Regions from separate parts of the Rattus norvegicus genome. Here region 1 is linked to region 2. The links are chromatin contacts, called in public Hi-C maps. All regions are on one chromosome and are shown on one strand. Each heading gives the region's core, a stretch centred on a gene start, on an enhancer-like site or on the middle of the called end of the contact. The rest is flanking DNA. Distances are from core to core; before and after follow the strand shown.

Region 1 (4,069 bases), core at 711-3,210, 99 kb after region 2:
CTTTTGCACATTATCAGGAAGGACCTTTTAGATATAACGTTGACATGAACATTATGCATACTGAATTACATTTCTGTGTAAAAAATAGAAATATTTTCATCTTTATGTACCAGGATCCCAGGGTCTTGCCAATCCCTTCTTGCCAAGATAACTGTGGAAATAGAGTCCACTTACTTATTAGTAAATAATGCCCTCCCCTCTCCTCTCCCAGCTGCACGCCAGTCTGTGCTACAGCGGCAGTGGTAGGCATTGTTCAGGAAGTGACCTTGGCTTGGATTAATCAAATTCAGCACACACAAAAAAGATTCTTGCTAACATGCTGACTTGATATAAAATTTTGTCGCATCCATTTTCCTGTGAAATGAGGCCATCCTGTAAAAAGAGAAGATTCTTCAAATTAAACATGCACTAACGGGCGCACCGGCTTCTGTAAGCCATGTTAAAAAGAACAAACTAGTTGTATTTTAAAATTAGACTTACAATCATAAGTTTATATCGTGTGGGTTCGGAAGTTATTAGTAGACAATTATTTGTATCATTTCTTTCAACTTGAAATTAGAATATCATTGACTTTATTTCCTGGTCTGGAACATGTATATCAAGTTGCACTGTAGAGATTCTGTGTAATGAAGACAGAATACTGTTCTCTGGGCCTCTGGTCACTGTGTAGCAAGTGAGGCATTATGTTTTGGTTTCAGATTGCATTTCAGAAATATCTGGTGTTTGATAATCTGGATAGAGCCCACTATCCTATATGCGATCGTTTTAGTAGCTGGTGGTGGTACCCATATAGATCTCCAATCTAAACTTGTAAAACTGCTAAAATTCAACCAGTTGGTATGTAAGTTGGCTTATCTATACATTAGGATTTAGTAAATCATCGGATAGGAGAGTTTGTACAGCTGTCTCCTCTTTGTCTTGGTGTGCTTCAAGGAATGGCGGCTCACACCTGTAATTCCAGGACTTTGAGGTTGGGTTAGGTGGATTGCTGCTGTTTTTCTGCCATTTGGGGCTATAGAGAGAGGTTGTCTTAAACTCCCTCCCATGACCACCCCTTAAAAAAAAACTATGCAAAAAAAACAGATAAAAACCAAAACTGAAACGACCCCAAATCACCATGCTGGCTTCAAGCTCTTGGGCTTCGGTGTCCTGCTTCCTTATTGCCCTGGGGAGGAAGAGGGAGGAGGGAAGTGTGGGGCGGGGAAGGGAGGCAGTGTGGTTTCTCCTGCCCTGCCCTCTTCAGTCCTGCTCACTGTTAGTACAGACTGCTGAGTGGAGTAGTGAATGGATTAGTGTATCGATTTTTTTCTTTTGCATCTGTAGGAAGTTTATATAAAAAGTGATCAGGAGGACAGCTCTGCAGAAGAAAGACTTTGCTTTTGAGTTTGTTCCACGCATGCACGGAGGGCTGTGCTGGGTCCTGGAGGGTTAGAGAGAACACAGGGAAACAAATGGCCCCTTAGATGCTCTCGCTGTGTTTCTGTAGACTCCTCTTGTGAGGATGGCGTACTGCAGTTGTATCAGTGACCCGAGGGAGCCAGAGCCTAAATACTGTAATTGACGGGCTTCATTTCTTCTTAAAGCATTTACAGGGAGCTAAACGGGCATCATGTCATATCATTTGTGGGTAGTTGGGAGATTTGAAGCCTCGTGGAGGAAAATCTTTTCTTAACCTGCCCTTGTTTGCTCTTTGTCTTTATGTCTATCGGTTGGTTTGGTCGATGCTCTAAGATAAAGAGACCCTGACTTGAAGGAGAAAATGGATACTTATCAAATCATTTTTCTGCTCAAACAGCAGTTTAAAGTGAATTAGTCACCTGAACTTAGGGTGTCCGCTGCCTTTTTTAACCTTTCCTTCTTAAGAGAAGCCCGGGAAGAACTGCAGCAGCAGTCCTGGTAGCCAGGGAGTTAACGCTCCCGCAGCCCGAGGGTCAGCGCAGTCTCTGTTTGCTGATTGGCTGCTAAAAGGTGAAATTGAAACCACTGTAAACTTTTGACCCTGTAGCAGTTCCTGTGGAAAGCCTTCTGCGGGTGGAGCCTGCTTACCTCCCACCCCCATTCCCACCCCCTTTGCCTGTATTTATTTTCTGTGATCCTGCAGGGCTCTACCCTGCTTTTCAGAGAGGGAGAGAGTGGGTGAGGCAGACGGGGAGAGGGGAGAAGGAGGGAGAGGGAGGAGCTGTAGAGCAGGCAGCTGCAAGTAGCTTGCTGACAAGCCCGCTGCTTTTCTGTAACTAGGTCCTCACTAACTTAAGCTGAGCCAAAGAGGTGAGGCCAGTTCATAGACCACAGGGCCACCAGGATTCTGTGCTTGCTTTTTCCTTGGTTGCTCAGATGCAGACTAGTGTGCCTCTGCAACTCAGTACTCTTTTGAGGTAGCGTCCCACCCTGTAGCTGGTTGGCCTGATGATGGAATTAAAGGCTTATGCCACCACACCCAGCATTTAAAAAAATTTTTTTTTCTTGTCCCCCTTTGAAGCTACATTTAGTCTGTTTTTGAACAAAATGCCTGGCATCCTTTCCTGGATGTGCTGAGCTAAGAACTTTTACTTTTAGTAACATTTCATGTGTCTCCTTTACGCATCCTGTCTTTTAGATGCCCAGCATGATGTAAGTATTATTGGAGTTGGCTTAGTGGGTAAAGAAACTTACTGCCAAGCCTGATGAGCTGCCCGGCTGAGGCCCCGCGGTAGAGGAGAGAGCAAATATCTGGAAGTTCTTCTCTGACCTCAGCATTTCTGTCATGGTGTGCACGGGCACACGCACAGGCACGCACTCGTGCACACATACATACGAATAAATAAAAACTTCCTTTAAACTGTGTTAATCTTGTCTGCCTTTTTTTGGGGGTAGGGGGTCCAAGATTGAACCTAGGTTTTTGTACATGTTGGCAAGCCCTCACAGTGATCTGTGTCTCCAACTCATAATTTATTTTCGAGAGAGGATTTGTCTACATAGCCCAGGCTGGTGTTGGACTAACTGTCTTCTGCCTTGGCCTTTCCAGTTTTTGGATTGCAGATGCATGTGACTGTGCTAGTCTCCTCTGCTTTTCAGTGTGAAGGACTAACAGGCATTCTGATTGTAAATCTAGGCAATATTTGCAGAAACTGCCTGATTTCATTAGTTATTTTTGGCAGAGATAAACAGTTTTGAATTTGTCTTAATTTTACATCTTCCCCCCAATTAATTAATTAATTTTTTATTTATTCACTTTATATCTCAAATTGCATCCCCTTTCTCCTCTCAGTCCTCCCTCACATAGTCCTCCTACCCACTTTTCCCTTCTCCTGATAAGGGGGAGCCCCCCAACCCTATCAACCCACCTTGGCACAACTCACTGTAGGGCTAGGCACATGCTTTCCCACTGATGCCAGACAAGGCAGCCCAGTTAGAGAAACAGGATCCACAGGCAGACAACACAGTCAGGGACAGCCCACTGTTGTTGGGGGACCCGCTGAAGACTAAGCTACTCATGTGCCACACATGTGCTGGGGTCCTAGGTCCAGCCCATTCATGCTCCCTGGTTGGTGGCTCAGTCTCTGGGAGCCTCAAGAGCTCTTAATTCCCCACCTTAGTGGTCTTCAGGGTTGCCTGCCCATCTCGTGGTGCTGATACCTCTCACCCTGTTCATCCACCCTGTTCAAGTCACGGTGCTCACCAGGTGCTCACTTCGACGGCATCCTTGTTTTAGAAATTGTATTGCCTGCTTGTACCTGCTTCTGCTTACCCACAGTTAATAGTGGCACTATGACTTTATTTTTATATATTTGTTTTTATTATTTTGAATTATGTGTATGTATATCTGAATGTGAGCCCAGTGCTACGCAAGGCCATAGATGTAAGACAGGAATCACAGATGGCTGAGAGTGGCCTGATGTGGGTATTAGGACAAACTCAGGTTTCTTAATATGCGGATATAATATATGAATATTAGGTACTTGATATATGCTTTATTATACGCTCTTAGCTACTGAGCCATCTGTCTCAGCCTCAACCTCCTGTAATTTTTCTCCTTTCCTTCTTCTCCCCTCCTCCCTTTCCTTTCCCTTTCCCGTGCGCCCCCCACCCC
Region 2 (4,093 bases), core at 143-2,642:
CTGTCTAGTATGCAGGAAGCCCTGGATTTGATGCCCAACACCGTATACATCACACATGTTGGTGTATGTCGGTTATCTCAGCACTAGGGAGGTGGAGGCAGGAGGAGGATCAGTTCAGGGTTCAAGGACCGCTAATATGAGCATTTGGGAGGCAGAGGCAGGTGGATCTCTGAGTCTATATATACAGTGAGTTTCAGTGTGTGTGTGTGTGCGTGTGTGTGTGTGTGCGCGCGCGTGTGTGCGTGTGCGTGTGTGTGTGTGTGTGCGTGTGTGTGCGTGCATGTGTGTGTGCGTGCGTGTGTGTGCGTGCGTGTGTGTGCGCGCACGCGCGCGTGTGTGCGATCTCCTTGGGGCAGGAGAGATGGACGGTCCAGTGGTTAAGGGCACCCACTGCCCTTCCAGAGGACCTGGGCTTAATTCCCAGCACCTACGTGGCTACTTGGCAGCTCACAGTTGTCTGTAACTGTCCATCCAGATGCCTGACGCGATCACGTCACTGTACATACAATAACGTCAAGTTATTTTTTAAAAATATAATCTTATGGGGTTGGGGATTTAGCTCAGCGGTAGAGCGCTTGCCTAGGAAGCGCAAGGCCCTGGGTTCGGTCCCCAGCTCCGGAAAAAAAAAAAAAAAGAAATCTTGGCTTTCTATAATGTTATAACATGTGTGACCCAGCACTTAAGGCCAGCCTGGGCTACATATGACCACTTAAATAAGAATCTTTATAGACAAACTTAAGATCAGCCTGGACTACATAGGACCACTTAAATAAGAATCTTTACAGATAAACTTGAGTTTCTGTATTCGTTTATTTGCGCTGACCATGTGCCTGTCAACATGGGAGAAGGATGCTTGGGTTTAAATTCTACCTCTGCCTGTTGGGTAGGTATCTCTTGGTCAAGAAGCTTAACCCTGTGAGTCCAGTTTAGGGATGAGGAGGAGGTCAACATCTGCTTCAGGGTGTAGCGCAGCGTGCTGACCTGCAACCTAGCACTCAAGAGGCTGAGGAGGGCGGTAGGTCATGGAGTTTGAGGCTAGCCTGGTCTAACCAGTTCCAGATCAACTGGGCTACACAGTAAAACAAACAAACAAACAAACAAACAAAACAAAACAAAACAAAAAACTGTCTCAAATAGTAAAAACAAGAAAGAGACAGAGACAGAGAGAGAGAGACAGAGAGGGAAAGAATGGAGGGATGTAGAGAATAAAGGAAATTTGAAACCCAAAGGGGAAGCTTAGAAGAGATCTTCATGAGGTCAGCAGGCAGTAGCTATTCTGGGGTTGTTTGTCCTTCCCACCCTCTTCTTGGATCAGACCCGAGCCACACTGCATTTGGATGTTCTTCCTCTGCTGCTGGGCTGAGCTGAACTTGAACTGCTTCCGTTCTCCTTAAATATCCTTTCCTCTGAACAGGATGTTCCCGACCAGCCCAAGACACGGTGGCCCTGCTCGGCTGGGCTAACTTTAGTTTGCTATTTTCAGCCCGAATTTGCCCTCTGCAGATCATTCACACCGAGTGCCCTCTCCAGGTGGGGTGGCTCTTAGGTGAGATCAGCACCAGGATCGTGGGACACAGATGTCCAGTTGCAGCAGGACAATCAGCACGATCGTGTAATCCCAACACTCAGGAATCTGAGGCAGGAGGATGACCTTGGATTTGAGGCCAGATTAAATTACACAGTGGAGGGTTGGGGATTTAGCTCAGTGGTAGAGCGCTTGCCTAGCAAGCGCAAGGCCCTGGGTTCGGTTCCCAGCTCCGAAAAAAAAAAAAAAAAGGAATAAATTACACAGTGGGACTTTGTTTCAAAAAAGCTCGCAGGGACTGGTGAGATGGCTGAGAGGTTACACAGGCTGCTCTTCCAGAGAACCTGAGTTCAATGCCCAGCACCCATATGACAGCCCACAACCACCTGATTCTCCAGTCCCAGGGGATCCAACGCCCTCTTCTGGCCTCTGTGGGCACTGCAGGCATGTGTTTACATTTAGACCAACACGCACGCGCGCGTGCGGGCGCAAACACACACACACACACACACACACACACACACACACACTGGTAGCTCTTGCTTGTAATCCTAGCACTTGGGAAATACAGGCAGGAGGATCAGGAACATCAAAGCCAGCCTTAGATACATAGAGGTTTTGGGCTAGCCTGAGCTACATGAGAGCCTGCCTCAAAACAAAAGAAATTGGCTTGTGTAATTGAAGATGAAGGGGGAAATTTTGGCTTCAGACAGTGTGGGATCAAGGATCCTCTCCCTACATGGCTCCTCCAGCCGTGGGCTCGAAGCACGGCTGTTCAGGATTACTAGAGAACACAGCACCTATGTGTCAGCACTCCAGTGGCCACACACGCCTACCCTGAATCATGGCAGGGACACCATAGCCCTCTTGCTGACCAGACCTGACTTAGTCACCTGCTGACAAATATCCAACCCTGGCAGCTTTAATTTGTACTGTTTGGTGACTTCTGTGCTTCCCAAATTAATGTCACATCAAGTAGCTTTCGAAATGCCCCCAAATTGCACACCTCTGCCTCCTTACCCTTAAGTCTAACACATTCCACCCAAGCTGAGAGTCTGGAGGAAGCCATTTCTCTGAGGAAAATCAAGGCAGGAATGTAAGGGGGCCTGGTGAGGATGACAGATGTCTGTTAATCACACTGCAAGCTCACGTTGGTTAAAATGGTTCCAAAGAAGAAATACTATGGGTACATCATGTCCCCTACTAGCAAGCCCAGGGATCACCAAGTCCTCTGTTTAGTTCACCTGGGCTCCATCCTTATAAATGGACCTGGGCCAAGTGTGCAAGTGTAAAGTGGATAAAGTCTGAACGTTTATGTTCTCTGTAAACAAACTGTGTGTGTGTGTGTGAGTGTGTGTGTGCGTGCATGTGTGTGTGCGTGTGTGTGTGTGAGTGTGTGTGTGTGCGTGCATGTGTGTGTGTGTGAGAGATGTATTTGAGTGAGCATACATGTGGAGGTCAAAGGACAATTTTTAGGATTTAGGCTGGAAATCCACCAATGGGGCTCTGAGCATCTATTCAGGTCATCGGGCGTGGTTGCAAACACCTTTAACCAGTGAGCCTTCTTAATGGCCCTGCTCTGGGCTTCCCGGCTGTCCTGACTCCCGGGTACTGGGATTACAGATGTGTGCTATCAGCCTAGCTCTGCAAATTCAATCTCTTGGTCATTGTGCCTTTTCTGGCCTTCCTCATTTCTGTCACTGGATGACACAGCAAGAGAGTCCTCACCAGGTGTCTGCACCTTCCAGGCCCCAGAACCATAGAAAATAAGTGTGTTCACTCTCTCCTCTCCTTCCCTTCCTCTCCCTCCCCATCTCTTCTCCTCATTGTCCCCCTGCCCCGCTCTCTCATACACACACACACACACACACACACACACACACACACACACACACTATGTAGCCCTGGCCAGCTACAGAGCCAACAGGGACCAAAGTGAGGAGTTAACATTTTAAGAAAATGATTCTTTATTCTCGTGTCCCTGAATCTGCAGATGCAGGCCGGGCCTCTCTGTTTCCATCCGAAGGTGATCTGGGCTGACCTGAACATTCCTAATCCCCCTTGAGCTACAGGCTACCTGAAGGGCGTCTGTCCTTCTGAAGGTTACTGTGCAAGCTCCCAGGAACAAAGTCAAATCATGTGACTGGGGACTGTGGGCGGAGCTCAGTGGCTGAGCACTTGCCTAGCATGTGCAAGCCCTGGGTAGATGCCCAGCATCTAAAACCCTAAAGCCAAAACAAATGAACATCAGGAACTCTGGGAGCACGGGGCAGGCTCTGCTCACAGGGCATTTGTTAATAGCTCATGGGCCAAAGCAAGTCACACAGCCAAGCTCAACATGGGAGGGAGGTGCAGTGTGTTCTTTCCTCAGCTGGAGGCCCTGAGAGTTACTTGGCATTTACAGGTTTGGTTTTCTGGTGACTACACATACTGTTGGTGATATTCTGAAGATGCCCTCCATATCGGTAGACATACGTTTAATCTGTTCTAAAAAAAAAAAAGTAATGCATTTCATTTATTTATTTAGTGTGTGTATGTGCGCGTGCAATGGCTTCTGGGAGTATGCTC

Evidence for each region. Hi-C and Micro-C count contacts between places; a contact is called where the count stands out from the background.
Region 1: a contact with region 2 is called in a Hi-C map of psoas muscle, with 3 times the contacts expected there. The contact joins two enhancer-like sites. A contact is called at or near these places in 7 of 12 Hi-C or Micro-C datasets (the Rat2 cell line, Schwann cells, frontal cortex and 3 more) and 1 of 1 datasets of contacts at active chromatin or transcription factors (oligodendrocytes).

What each region holds. Positions count from the first base shown.
Region 1 is chr3:175,195,166-175,199,234 of GRCr8, forward strand. The region is part of intron 1 of Ncoa3 (nuclear receptor coactivator 3); the gene reads left to right. Among named protein-coding and RNA genes, the nearest start is that of Ncoa3, 39 kb to the left of the region's middle. Within about 2 kb of position 1,961, at least 81 of the 93 cell types and tissues checked have an H3K27ac peak or open chromatin away from gene starts, as enhancers often do.
Region 2 is chr3:175,096,284-175,100,376 of GRCr8, forward strand. No RefSeq gene overlaps it. Among named protein-coding and RNA genes, the nearest start is that of Zmynd8, 52 kb to the left of the region's middle. Within about 2 kb of position 1,393, at least 22 of the 93 cell types and tissues checked have an H3K27ac peak or open chromatin away from gene starts, as enhancers often do.